2 separate regions of the Mus musculus genome follow, and region 2 is linked to region 1. The links are chromatin contacts, called in public HiChIP or PLAC-seq maps. All regions are on one chromosome and are shown on one strand. The core of a region is the stretch at or near the end of the contact, and the rest is flanking DNA. Distances in the headings are between cores, read along the strand shown.

Region 1 (5,616 bases), core at 626-3,125:
AGTAGGGGCAGGAAGATTAGACATTCAAGGCTGGAGGTGGCAATAAAGTAAATTCAGGGACACAGTAGACTATGTGAGACTTTGACTCAAAAAGTAAGAACAAAACAAAATAGCCAGATAATCAGGCTAAGTGCCTGTAAATCAATGTCATACTGAAGTGTGCAGATGAAGGGGACATCTAGATACTGCTGCTTCAGAATATCTAAAGCCAAATTCGAATGTTTATATGGTGGAGGCAAAAGGGATATTCGGTTGTAGACTAAGGCCATTTTCCTGATTATACTGAAAGCCAACTAAGGCCCTTCTCACGCTGTGTGCCTTTTTTGAAGTGGGAGATGGATCAGGATCTTACTGTGTGCCTCATGATGGCCTGAACTGGCTTTGTAGCCAAGGCTGGCCTTAAATTCATGATCCTCCTGCCTCAGCCTCAGCCTCAGCCTTGCAGGCTTATGGGGGGCTATAAGAGATCATGTCCACCTTTATTTTAGCTTGTCTCCGTTTCCAGACCTTTCCTTGAAGCTTTGGATATGTTTGTGGTAGAGTATCTAGGTTGGTTCAGTCTTCATTTTCTTCTCTCTCAGCTTCTATGTCATCCTTTCCACCAAAGAAAGGATGCTGCTTATTGGCGACTCTCATGTTGACCTGTGCATTCGTGGGGTTTCCGTAAGAGCAGGGAGGAGAGCCATTATACCTTGTTTCATTTTCTGGTGCTTAGATCACTCCCTGTGTGGGCAATTGGATCAAGAGGCTCAACGCTACCCCTGATGCTGAGACGTGGAGAAGTTGGCTAATTTCCCTTTTGATTATGCTCCGACCCCTGCTCCCCGCCCCCAGGGCCTGTGAATGGAATGGGTTCATGTGATTCATGGGAACCGATTATTCTGACTGAAAAACAAAGAGTGGATATTTCTCAGTGCTTGGTGGGAATGCTTAAAAATAAATTAGAGCATTTGGTATTTGTGGTTTTGCCTATCATGTGGCTCTGAAGCCTGAGGAGCAGCCAGATGCAAGGAATGAGGGAGCTGTGGTGTGGAGAGAGTCCCTGAATACCTCATGGCTTTCGACATTGCCCTGCGTTGGAGTTCTATTTTGGGCTAGTGCTGCCATGTGATCTAAACATGTAAATGCTCAAGTAATGTGGCGTCATTAAACATGTAGTGTCTCTCAGGCTCAGAGCCTTCCCAGAAACCCCCACTCTGGCCCTGACAACTCTAGCCTGACCAGAAGTGGAATATCCTTCTGGCAACAGCATTGGTGAGCCAGATGGAAACCATTTGGCAACTAAAGGGTGTAAATACGTGTTTAGATCCAGAGGTTTCCCCAGACAATGCATCCAGTATGTTTGGCATGGGTAGGCTAAGGAATGTCAGCGCCGGGCACTTAACAATTCTATGTTTAAGCATCGATAAATGCATGAGGAGCCAGCAGAGCCAACACGCGCTCAGCTGACTCCTTCCCTCCTTTCTTCCGCTGCTGCAGTTAGGCGTCCCAGGCACATTCACAGAGCAAGACGCTCCACTGACAAGTTTTAGTTTAAACTTCCTGTCTGCCGTGTAAGGTTTTTTTCTAAGTCTCACTTTTTAATCTCTCATAGTAGCCGGTGAGTTGGGGGAAAGGAAAAGAGGGAAATAAAGAAGCCTCCAGCAGCCTCTTCTTAAGAGTTTACTGCTGAGATAAAAGTTAGCTGTGAAAGAGGTGCAATTCATACACCGTGAGTCTCCGAGGCCTTGGAAAAATATCCCCTCTGACCAGGAATGCCTGAGCATGAAGCCTTCTTGAAAATCGCTTTTTCCTCCCAGCAAGGGCAATGAAAGAAACTTGAGCCCTAGCTAGCCTATGTGTGTCTGCAAGTCTGGATGTCTATTTACACATGGTAGAGCATTTCCCCGCTTTTCTCCGAGCTGACACCAGCTTGTATATAGGGACACTCGGTGGATTACAGCTGGTGACAGTTTACTGCTGACTGGCCACAGGAAAAATAATCGGAATCAATTACGCATTGTCCCTGGCCAGGGCCTCTGTCTTGGCTGTTGTCCTCTATCAATCAGGTGAACCCCAGGGCAGAACTGGGCACCCTGAGATGCAAAAGCGCTTGTCCTGCAGTGACGGAGCTTAGCGACTAAAGATCTCCAAAGGGAACAATGTCAGAGCTACTTGTTCTTGACACAAGACACGGAGGAAGCAGTTGTGTTTGCTTAACTGGAGGCCTGTCACCCGCTGCTTGGCTAACTGCAGTGTACGGTAGGAGGAGCTGTCTCCTGTCTGCGTTCGTGTTATTTGCGTTTTGCATGACGGGAATCTTTCCTAATTTCCCTTTTTGCTTTTACTTTCCTGCCACATAGGATATGTGGGAAAGATTCAGACCCAATGAAAAGAGAAAGGCAAACGTGAGTCTGCCTACACACCACCAAAGAGTTCACAGGTTCTGACCCGAGGAGACACCGGTAATGTATGTGGGCCTTGCCTAAACAGACCGCCAGGCATCTGAACTGTGGCCGAGTGGAAATGCCTGTGTAAAGTCGACTCTACTTCCTTAGTTAGGCCCAAGGAGGAAATCCCCAAAATAATTTGACTTTCACTTAAACCATATTGGAAACAGGACCTGAAGAGTGAAAGAAAACCTTTGACATTCGCCATTGCTTCCTTTCAGTGGACTAGTACATTGTCATAAGAATTGAAGCAGGATACTGGAATAAGAACCGTCATGTAAATAGATTGCACCTTTGGAGGTATATTTAATTAAAGTGGACACTTTTCTTTAGAGAACAGTGGTTTGAAATTTTAGTTTTATGACAACTAATGTTGAACCTGCAGCAGATTATTAATTACATTTGGAGGTCTCAGCACCAATTTATTTCTAATATCAAGGGTTGCCTCATGAGATACCTTGATTGTAAGAATTGTAAGAACAGCTTAAAGTTGTTCTGTCTTTAGCAATTATATTTTTGAGCTATAATATAGCTTGTTTTTCTTTTTTACTTTTAAATCTAGTTGTTGAAAAAAAAAACAAAACAAAAAACAAAAACAGTTCCCTGACAATCCAGACTGTCTGGGTATGATTTTTATTTTTTTCTGTAAGGAAGGCTGGCTAGTTAGGAGAACAGAGAGCTTGCCTCACAGCTGATGTCACAAATCGCAAGGTGATTTCACCACTTGTCCAAATGACACTTGGCTGCTAAAAACACCACAGTTTTAGAGAGCTGTCGAGGAGAGGAGAGGGTAAGTCAGGATGTTTCCGTGTGTGACCGCAGGGGAATGACTCCCAGGCTAGTCACACGGGTTGCTTAATTTCCATGTACTCTGAGCCCCTCGACTTCAAGGCTCGACAGCTTCCTCCTTCACGGCACCAAACCTTGATGTGAGGAACGCAAAGATAGAAGAATGATGGGTTGGGGTTTGTCCTGGCTTGAAATCTAGGGAACTTGCTTACAAAGATGAATAGAAACCTCAAATAAAACAAGGAGACTTTATACACCAAATAGAAAGAAAGGATGCTGTGCTAACTGTAACTTACAACAAATAAAATGTGTGAAAGAGTTGGGAGTTACGGTTAGGCAATGCAAGGCCATCAGAATCAGAGACCAAACATTTAAAACGAAATTATGATGAAAACCAATGGGCCTTAACTTTTGTAATATAGGGCATCAATTGTTTTGGAAAGGGGCCATGTACATCTTTCTGCAAGCAGTGTGCTCTGGTAAGTCAAAGAAACCATGGAAGACACCATGGAGGAGCTCTGGGTGAAGTCTTAGTGCTGCCCTGGGCCTATGTACACACCATGGGGGCTTTGTCTTCCTTGCAAGGCTCACAAGAACATCACTTAAAGGATCAGTTTTTGATTTCGGTCAGATGGGTTGAGCTAAAGCAAAAGCCAAATGGAGTGAACCAGGCTTGGCCATTTTTAAAAGAAACCATCAGAGATGGTGAACGAGGGTGGGTCCGAGAAAGTTCTTCTCTAGCTCGACTTTTTAAAAAGTGGAATATTGAGTGATGAGGTAGGTGAAGTCTGTTCTCCCTTGGCTAGAGACCCTTCCTCACACCCTTATCCCTTTTGACCATTGCAAAAGAGCTTTGTCCTAGGGAAGGGGTGGACAGGGGTTGGGCTTGGGGGGGGGTAAGGACGAATAATCGAAATAGTGTCAGAGTTAGCTAGTGCCAGGAAAAACACACTTGGACTCAGCTAATTTGTTCTGTTAATATCAAAGGCTACACTTGCCAATTATCTAATTTTAAGAAGTGGTAACTGAAAATAGCTACACTAACTCTGAAGTTGGTGTCTGATGGGGACCGGGAGCTTTGTCTTGTCAGAGAGCATGAATGGAGGCAGGAGACATGGGACAGTCTAGATAGTCAAGCCTGTGGCGGGAGGGAGTGGGGAGGGAGGGGGAAATGTCCCAAAGATCACAGATTTATGTAACCCAGCTTACTAATGGCAGGGGTATCCATGCTAGTAGGAGGCTCATTAGTTCGAGTGGAAGTAATTAAAACCCACGTGCAGTTTGCAGTGTTTCTTGCTCTCGCACCAAAAGGCTCCAAAACACAGAAACCAGAACAGCCGAGTGGCTGGGCAAAGCTGAGTCAAAAGTGACTTCAACCCCTTGCCCCAACTCTCCCTGTATATTTGAAATGGAAAGGTATGGTAAAGATTCTGGTTAAAAAGATGGAAAACTCAAGGTTCCTGGGCCACGCCAAGGGCTTTGACGACCTTGGAATAGGGCGAAAAGAAAAGTCGTGATCACTGATTGCTAAAGAGTATCGGGAGGAAGACTGGCTAGGCACACATTAGGGTGGCTTAAAAAATCTTTTGCCTCTAGAAGTTCTGCGATTGCCTTTGTAATTTGGAAGGCCAGCAGGGAACCAGGGGGTACCCTTTGTACTGGGTTGTGGTGGGAGTTTCTCAAGATTCAGGTTGAAAAAGGAAGAAGGTCCCTTAGCAAAGCAAAGAACTTTGGGGAGGAATAAATTTGGACTTTTCTCCTTGAAAAGCCAAACACTGGTTTTTGGGAGATGATGGACAGGGCATCTTGATTATTTAGTTTTTAGTAGAGAAAAAGTAACAAATTATGGAAGGGAAAGAATATATAAACAGGTGGAACAAGGTGGTGTTTCAATAAGAGCTTTCTTCATTTTCTTCCTTCCTTTCTCTCTCTCTCTCTCTCTCTCTCTCTCTCTCTCTCTCTCTCTCTCTCTCTCTCTCTCTCTCTCTGAAATCTTAAACCCCATTTCTGGCTTGCATTTGGTAGGATCCTGCTCTGGCTTTTATTAAAAACAGACGTTGTGAGTTCAGAATCTTCCATCTAAAGCAAGGCTTTAATAGGCGTCAGGACCCTGACCGGTCTCCAGCTCTGCTCAGGTGACCCCCGCCACAGGGATCCCCTCCCAGCCTGCTCTGCTGGGCCCCTCAATCTTGGGGGCTCAGCACAAAACAACCAGCTTTCTCTGTATCAATTCAAACTCTTCTATTTCTGTTTTAAATTCAGGGTGGTACACAAAGCCAGACCAAGTTAAATCTGGTTTTAACTCGAGAGTGTTCTAGAGATTTTGAATGGCTCAACCGTTGTCCTACAAATTCCTGGACTTGGGATCTTCAAACCTGGTGGCTCCCCCTTCCTTCCT
Region 2 (4,889 bases), core at 1,741-4,240, 72 kb after region 1:
TAATTCCTCACGTGCTATCCGTATTAGTTTTTGAGACAGAGCCTCTCATTGGCCTTTTCTCAACAGGTAAACTAGGCTCCTGGCCAAAGAGCCAAGGGATCTGCCTGTGTCTATGTCCCTAGTGCTGGAATTACAAATATACCACCATGCCAACTTTTCACACAGCTGCTAAAGATTGAACTCAGGTCTTTGTGCCCACAAGGCAAGCATTTTAAGGCTGAACTACCCCACTCCAGCCCCAATAGTTTATATTTTCTCATTCCCTTCATCTAGTGAGCTGAAAAAAAAAAACACAGCAAACTGTATCCACCATAGCATCCATGAGCTGTGTGTGTGTGTGTGTGTGTGTGTGTGTGTGTGTGTGTGCATGTGTGTGATTTTATAAACACTTAACCATCCATGAACTTCTTGAGAAAGGAACAAATCATGGTGCTCCTCTCGTGAGCAGAGTAGCATCTCCCCAAATGTCAGCAGCTGGCTCCCTATCAGTGTACCCACAATTAACCCAGGGCATGCATGGCTGCTTGGATGGATGGTTGGCTGTTTTGTTTTCAAGTAACATGAATGCATGAACAATGCAAAAAGTTTCAGACAAGAGATCTACTGTGGTGCAAATGATCAGGATAAAATGCTTATAATTCAAGAACTGAAATACTATAAGAATTAAAACATGAGTTTCACATTTTGTTCAAATATTTGTCCCTAAGAGTTGTTGTATTATTTAGAAATACTACCCTTTCCTTTGTGGAAGAAGCCTTGAGTTTATTATTTTAAGTGACCTGCTATTCTCCTTTAGAAGTGTGCTCTAAATGATGTGAGTTCACCTCCTTCCTTCTCCATAGATGTACATTTCTGGCATTATTTTAACTTTATTAAATAGCATTGCCTGGGTTGTGAGCAGCTCTATCAGAGTATAAATTTATGAAGTGACACATTTTTTAGGACCAGCCATCTCTGTCAATTTACTCCATAATAACACATTCCACCAAATTAAACTGCAAAATATTTCCCACATTTGTTTTACATTCTATACATATGGCTTATGAATAGCAAGCTTGATGAATTCCAGCTGCTTTAGCTATGCAGGCCAACTCTTATATAACAGATTCCTTTCCATTCCTATTGTATCCACCGAGGCCCATTTTAAGCGGGCCACCTGGTAGGATAAACGACCGTTACAAGAAGGAAAAACAAAACACAACAAGAAACCCCCAAACAACAATAAAGAAAACCAGCCTGCCGAATGCAAGACTACTTTCCCCAGCTATACGACTCTTATATTTCTAAGAAAATGGGAAGTAGCACGAAGCTTTTGGGAAAGTTACATGAAAATTTAACCAAACGAGTAACGCCACGAAGCAGCATTTTCTCATTTATCTGTTGTAACGAGAACATTAAAACTGCTCGCACCATTCATGTGTGTTGCCCTGCCCGTTATACAGACGGTTCAGCCTCCCCTCAACCTCCCCACACTCTCCTGCTTCCACGCAGCTGGAATTCATCAAGGATGTAGGAGCCAAGTCAAATGTTGACCCCACCCTCCTCCTCCATTTTAAGGCCCCTTCAAAGCCAGTGAACGGATCGAGTTCAGTTTTGCCAACAAAGCCTGCCATACTGCCCTTTAAGGCTCCAGTTTGGAGGTTTTATAACTGCACAAGCTTTGATTTGGGGTCAGTTCTTCAGCTACACTGAGTTCCATCAGTTTGAGGAACCCTTCTGTGACAAATCCTTACCATTCCTTTGCTCAGAGTTGGTCTTTTTCTTTTGCGTGACCCCTCTGACATGTCCCATAACCAGCTCTGAAAACATAACTTATTTCCCTTCCAAGAAGGCCAAAACAGAGCAGCCACTGTGGCCATCCACACACATTTCCCCTGACATTTGCATTGCCCCATAGACTCCTTGGAATGGCCAGCAGAGGGTGGCTATCCCAAGATACATAGAATCACGTTTGTCAAGACAGCATGCAGGAGCAGAGGCTGGGCATGCAGGAGCAGGGGCCGGGGAGACAGGAAACACAGAAGAGCCGCACTAGGGCAGAGAACTTACTTTGTTGCTCCCCTGTGCATGCAGTCACAAGGAAGGGAAAAAAAAGTGAGAGAAATATGTTAAACACAAATTTATTTCAAAATTATGAGGTTTTTCCTTGCTGGATCGGAATCCGAATGAATAGCTGAACCCTTCGATAACTTCCCATTGTGTACATCCAGGGCTCAGGCCTGAGTCAGAGAATCCGTGTAGGTAGGGGGAGTGAAGTCCCGCGTTTACAACAGTGTGGCGATATCCCTCCATTGCTTTCTACTCAGAATACTTGGGCTATGGGAGCCAAGCCAGAAAGAATTGGTTTGAATCGGTAATAAGTGAACCGCTAGCATAAAAGGCAGAGAAGTCAGTGTGCTGGCTCGTCTTTCCTGACAGCCCTTCCTCCAACATGCCAAGCATGGAAAATTTCATCAGTCATTACTTTATTTTTTTTAAAACAAAACAAAACAAAACAAAACAAAACAAAACAAAACAAAAAACAACAAAACAAGCACTGCATTCTTGGTTTCAACGAAGGTGGAATTAAATTAGTTCTTTCTTTCTTTCTTTCTTTCTTTCTTTCTTTCTTTCTTTCTTTCTTTCTCTCTCTCTCTCTCTCTCTTTCCTTCCTTCCTTCCCTCCCTCCCTCCCTCCCTCCCTCCCTCCCTCCCTCCCTCCCTCCTTCCTTCCTTCCTTCCTTCTTTCCTTCCTTCTCAAAGAAAAGAAGCAAGTACTGAGGCATGGAGTGGGTGGTTTGGGACAACAGAGGAAGCAAACCCAAGTTATAGACTCCTTCTGAGCCTTTCTTTTCTTTGGTAAGTTATGAGTTTCTGTCTTGGGTTGGCATGGGAAGTCAAGACTGTAGAGTGGGGCTTTGGCCAAAATAAACAGTACTCCATAGTCAGCAACATGGGATCTGGAAAGGTTAGTCACAAAACCGTCATCAACATTTCTAAATGCAAATACTGTGTGTGTGGAGACAGGGCATCCAGGGGCGAGTGGCAGCCTGTGACTCTCCTGTTGCTAACCGAAGCTGGGAGAGCATGATTTACATCGAACAATTGAACTCACATATGGCCTAAGAAAATAAAACGGTGATTCATTGCTCCTAGAGCAGCCCGAGTCCTTGCAAGGTCAGTTCCTGTGGGGCAGACGTGGTGGGATGTGAGCCCGGAACGGATCTGAGTTTCTCCTCACAGGGGCCCAGAAGAAACGCCTTGCTGAGATGTGAGGTTTGCAGAGAGCTGTGAGGGAAGTGTGTGCATCAGAAGGAAAGCCTGGGGTAGGGGCCTGCCCTTTACATTTAGTTTGAGGATTTAAGGGGGAGGGGGAAACACACCAGGAAACATTCTGAGAGAGTGGGAAGGCGATGACCCCGGGAGAGGGTTTCCTTGAGTTCCATGCCTGCTGCTGACCTTAAGAAAACCACCTTTCCCAGGGACCATTTCAGCCATTGTATTTAACAAGGAAAATATAAAGGCATTGATAAAATCCTATAGAGAGGTTTCTTTAGCACTGGGCTGCCATAGTACAGCTGTTTGCACACTAGTTTATCAGATGCATAAATAATGACATAAGAATGAATGAAGTAAAAAACTAAACTAAACAAAACAAAACCCCAGAGGAATCCTTCCTAGAGGGGATGCCAACTGCTCAGTAAGACAGTAAAGACCCCACTGGGGAGGGATTTTACTATGGGTAAAAGACCATTTTCTAGAATAATGGGACCCTGGTTCTCCTAAGAAGAACAATATTGCTGGAAATACCTCAGACAGATGGAGTTTATTGCATTCCACAGCAGAGCAGCTTTTGATCTAGCAAATCAGTTTCAGGAGTTCAACCAAGTGTTTCTGGACACTCGGGGATGACTAGCTTCCCTGCGCAGTGGCAGATGGTGCGAGTAGCGGCAACAATGATGTCACTGTGTAGGATGCCCTGATCCTTAAATAAAAGACACAATGGAAGCAGAGAACATGGCGTGGCCTGGCCAGTTGCCGGTTCAGTCAGCCAGTTCCCAGTCATCTATTTGGTGACAGCCATGGATGGCAGTTCTGAGTGGTGGATAATGTTTTTATAATGTTCTCCACTACTCTTGTTGACAATAGCTTACGTCTGAATCCTTGAAAGTGTTTTTCCATGGAAGGGTAACTAAGACCTTTGGAATTGGACACACAGCTGCTCAAAGTTCTGGGAGAAACACTGCTGTAGTAGTGGTTGTAGTGGGGTATCAGACCCTCCCACTCCTACACAGACTGTTGGTTGCAAGGTTCTCCGTATATCCCTCAGTTTCTACCTGCTACAGGACCCTTCTGGCTGGCATACATCACCCCCTACCCTAAACTTCTCTAGCCCAGGGGCTGGGCTGCCCTACCACCAGATGCCCTTCTTTATATAATCCAGCTACCTTGGTGACCTGGTCTTTCTCATCTACTCTCTTGGCCAGTCTCTTGGCCCAGGCTGCCCGTCTTGGTCCTCAGCTGCTCTCCCCTCTCCTTTCTCTTCACATGGTCCAACTCATCATGGTCACGTCCACTCTGGACTCTCCCAGAGGTCCCTGCCCCTGCCTATGTCTCCTTTTTATCTACAATAAACTCTCTTCTCTGCCATACCAAGGTGCTTTCATAGCCTCTCCTTTGTTATTTCTTTTTTTTTTATTCAATTATATTAGTAAATGTTTGTAAAAGTCTACAACCATTCCTCTTTTACCCATTTGGGGATACATAGGGACCCTTTCTTCTAACTTTTTCTTTGACACAAAGGAAAAGTCACTGTAGACTCTTCTAAAAGTAACATTTCTGAGGTACCAAAGGGACCTCGGTAGAAGATGGTTCCATCTCAGGTTGATTATAGCTGCAGCGTCCTGAGTT

The links. HiChIP or PLAC-seq counts read pairs in DNA pulled down with a chosen protein or histone mark.
Region 2: a contact with region 1 is called in an H3K27ac HiChIP or PLAC-seq map of embryonic fibroblasts, with 57 read pairs. The contact joins the enhancer-like site here to the promoter of 2810442N19Rik in region 1. A contact is called at or near these places in 13 of 39 promoter capture datasets (the 3T3-L1 cell line, 3T3-L1-derived adipocytes, HPC-7-derived erythroid cells and 9 more), 3 of 15 datasets of contacts at CTCF or cohesin (the NIH/3T3 cell line, large pre-B cells and pro-B cells), 38 of 484 Hi-C or Micro-C datasets (the 3T3-L1 cell line, 3T3-L1-derived adipocytes, the C2C12 cell line and 23 more), 7 of 115 datasets of contacts at active chromatin or transcription factors (the NIH/3T3 cell line, T-cell acute lymphoblastic leukemia, craniofacial prominence and 4 more) and 2 of 9 other capture datasets (embryonic tail and embryonic trunk).

Annotation. Positions count from the first base shown.
Region 1 is chr1:162,003,094-162,008,709 of GRCm38.p6, forward strand. 2810442N19Rik (RIKEN cDNA 2810442N19 gene) reads left to right here and starts at 1,876. Exons shown (of 3, transcript NR_040562.1): 1 at 1,876-2,241; 2 at 2,343-2,729. All of the region lies in intron 20 of Dnm3 (dynamin 3), which reads right to left.
Region 2 is chr1:162,073,726-162,078,614 of GRCm38.p6, forward strand. Dnm3 (dynamin 3) reads right to left here. Exons shown (of 21, transcript NM_001038619.2): 17 at 2,050-2,061. Among named protein-coding and RNA genes, the nearest start is that of 2810442N19Rik, 71 kb to the left of the region's middle. RefSeq lists an enhancer at 306-3,835. Within about 2 kb of position 2,991, at least 99 of the 459 cell types and tissues checked have an H3K27ac peak or open chromatin away from gene starts, as enhancers often do. A contact at or near this core is called in 3T3-L1-derived adipocytes, the C2C12 cell line, the MC38 cell line and 12 more, where this site is marked.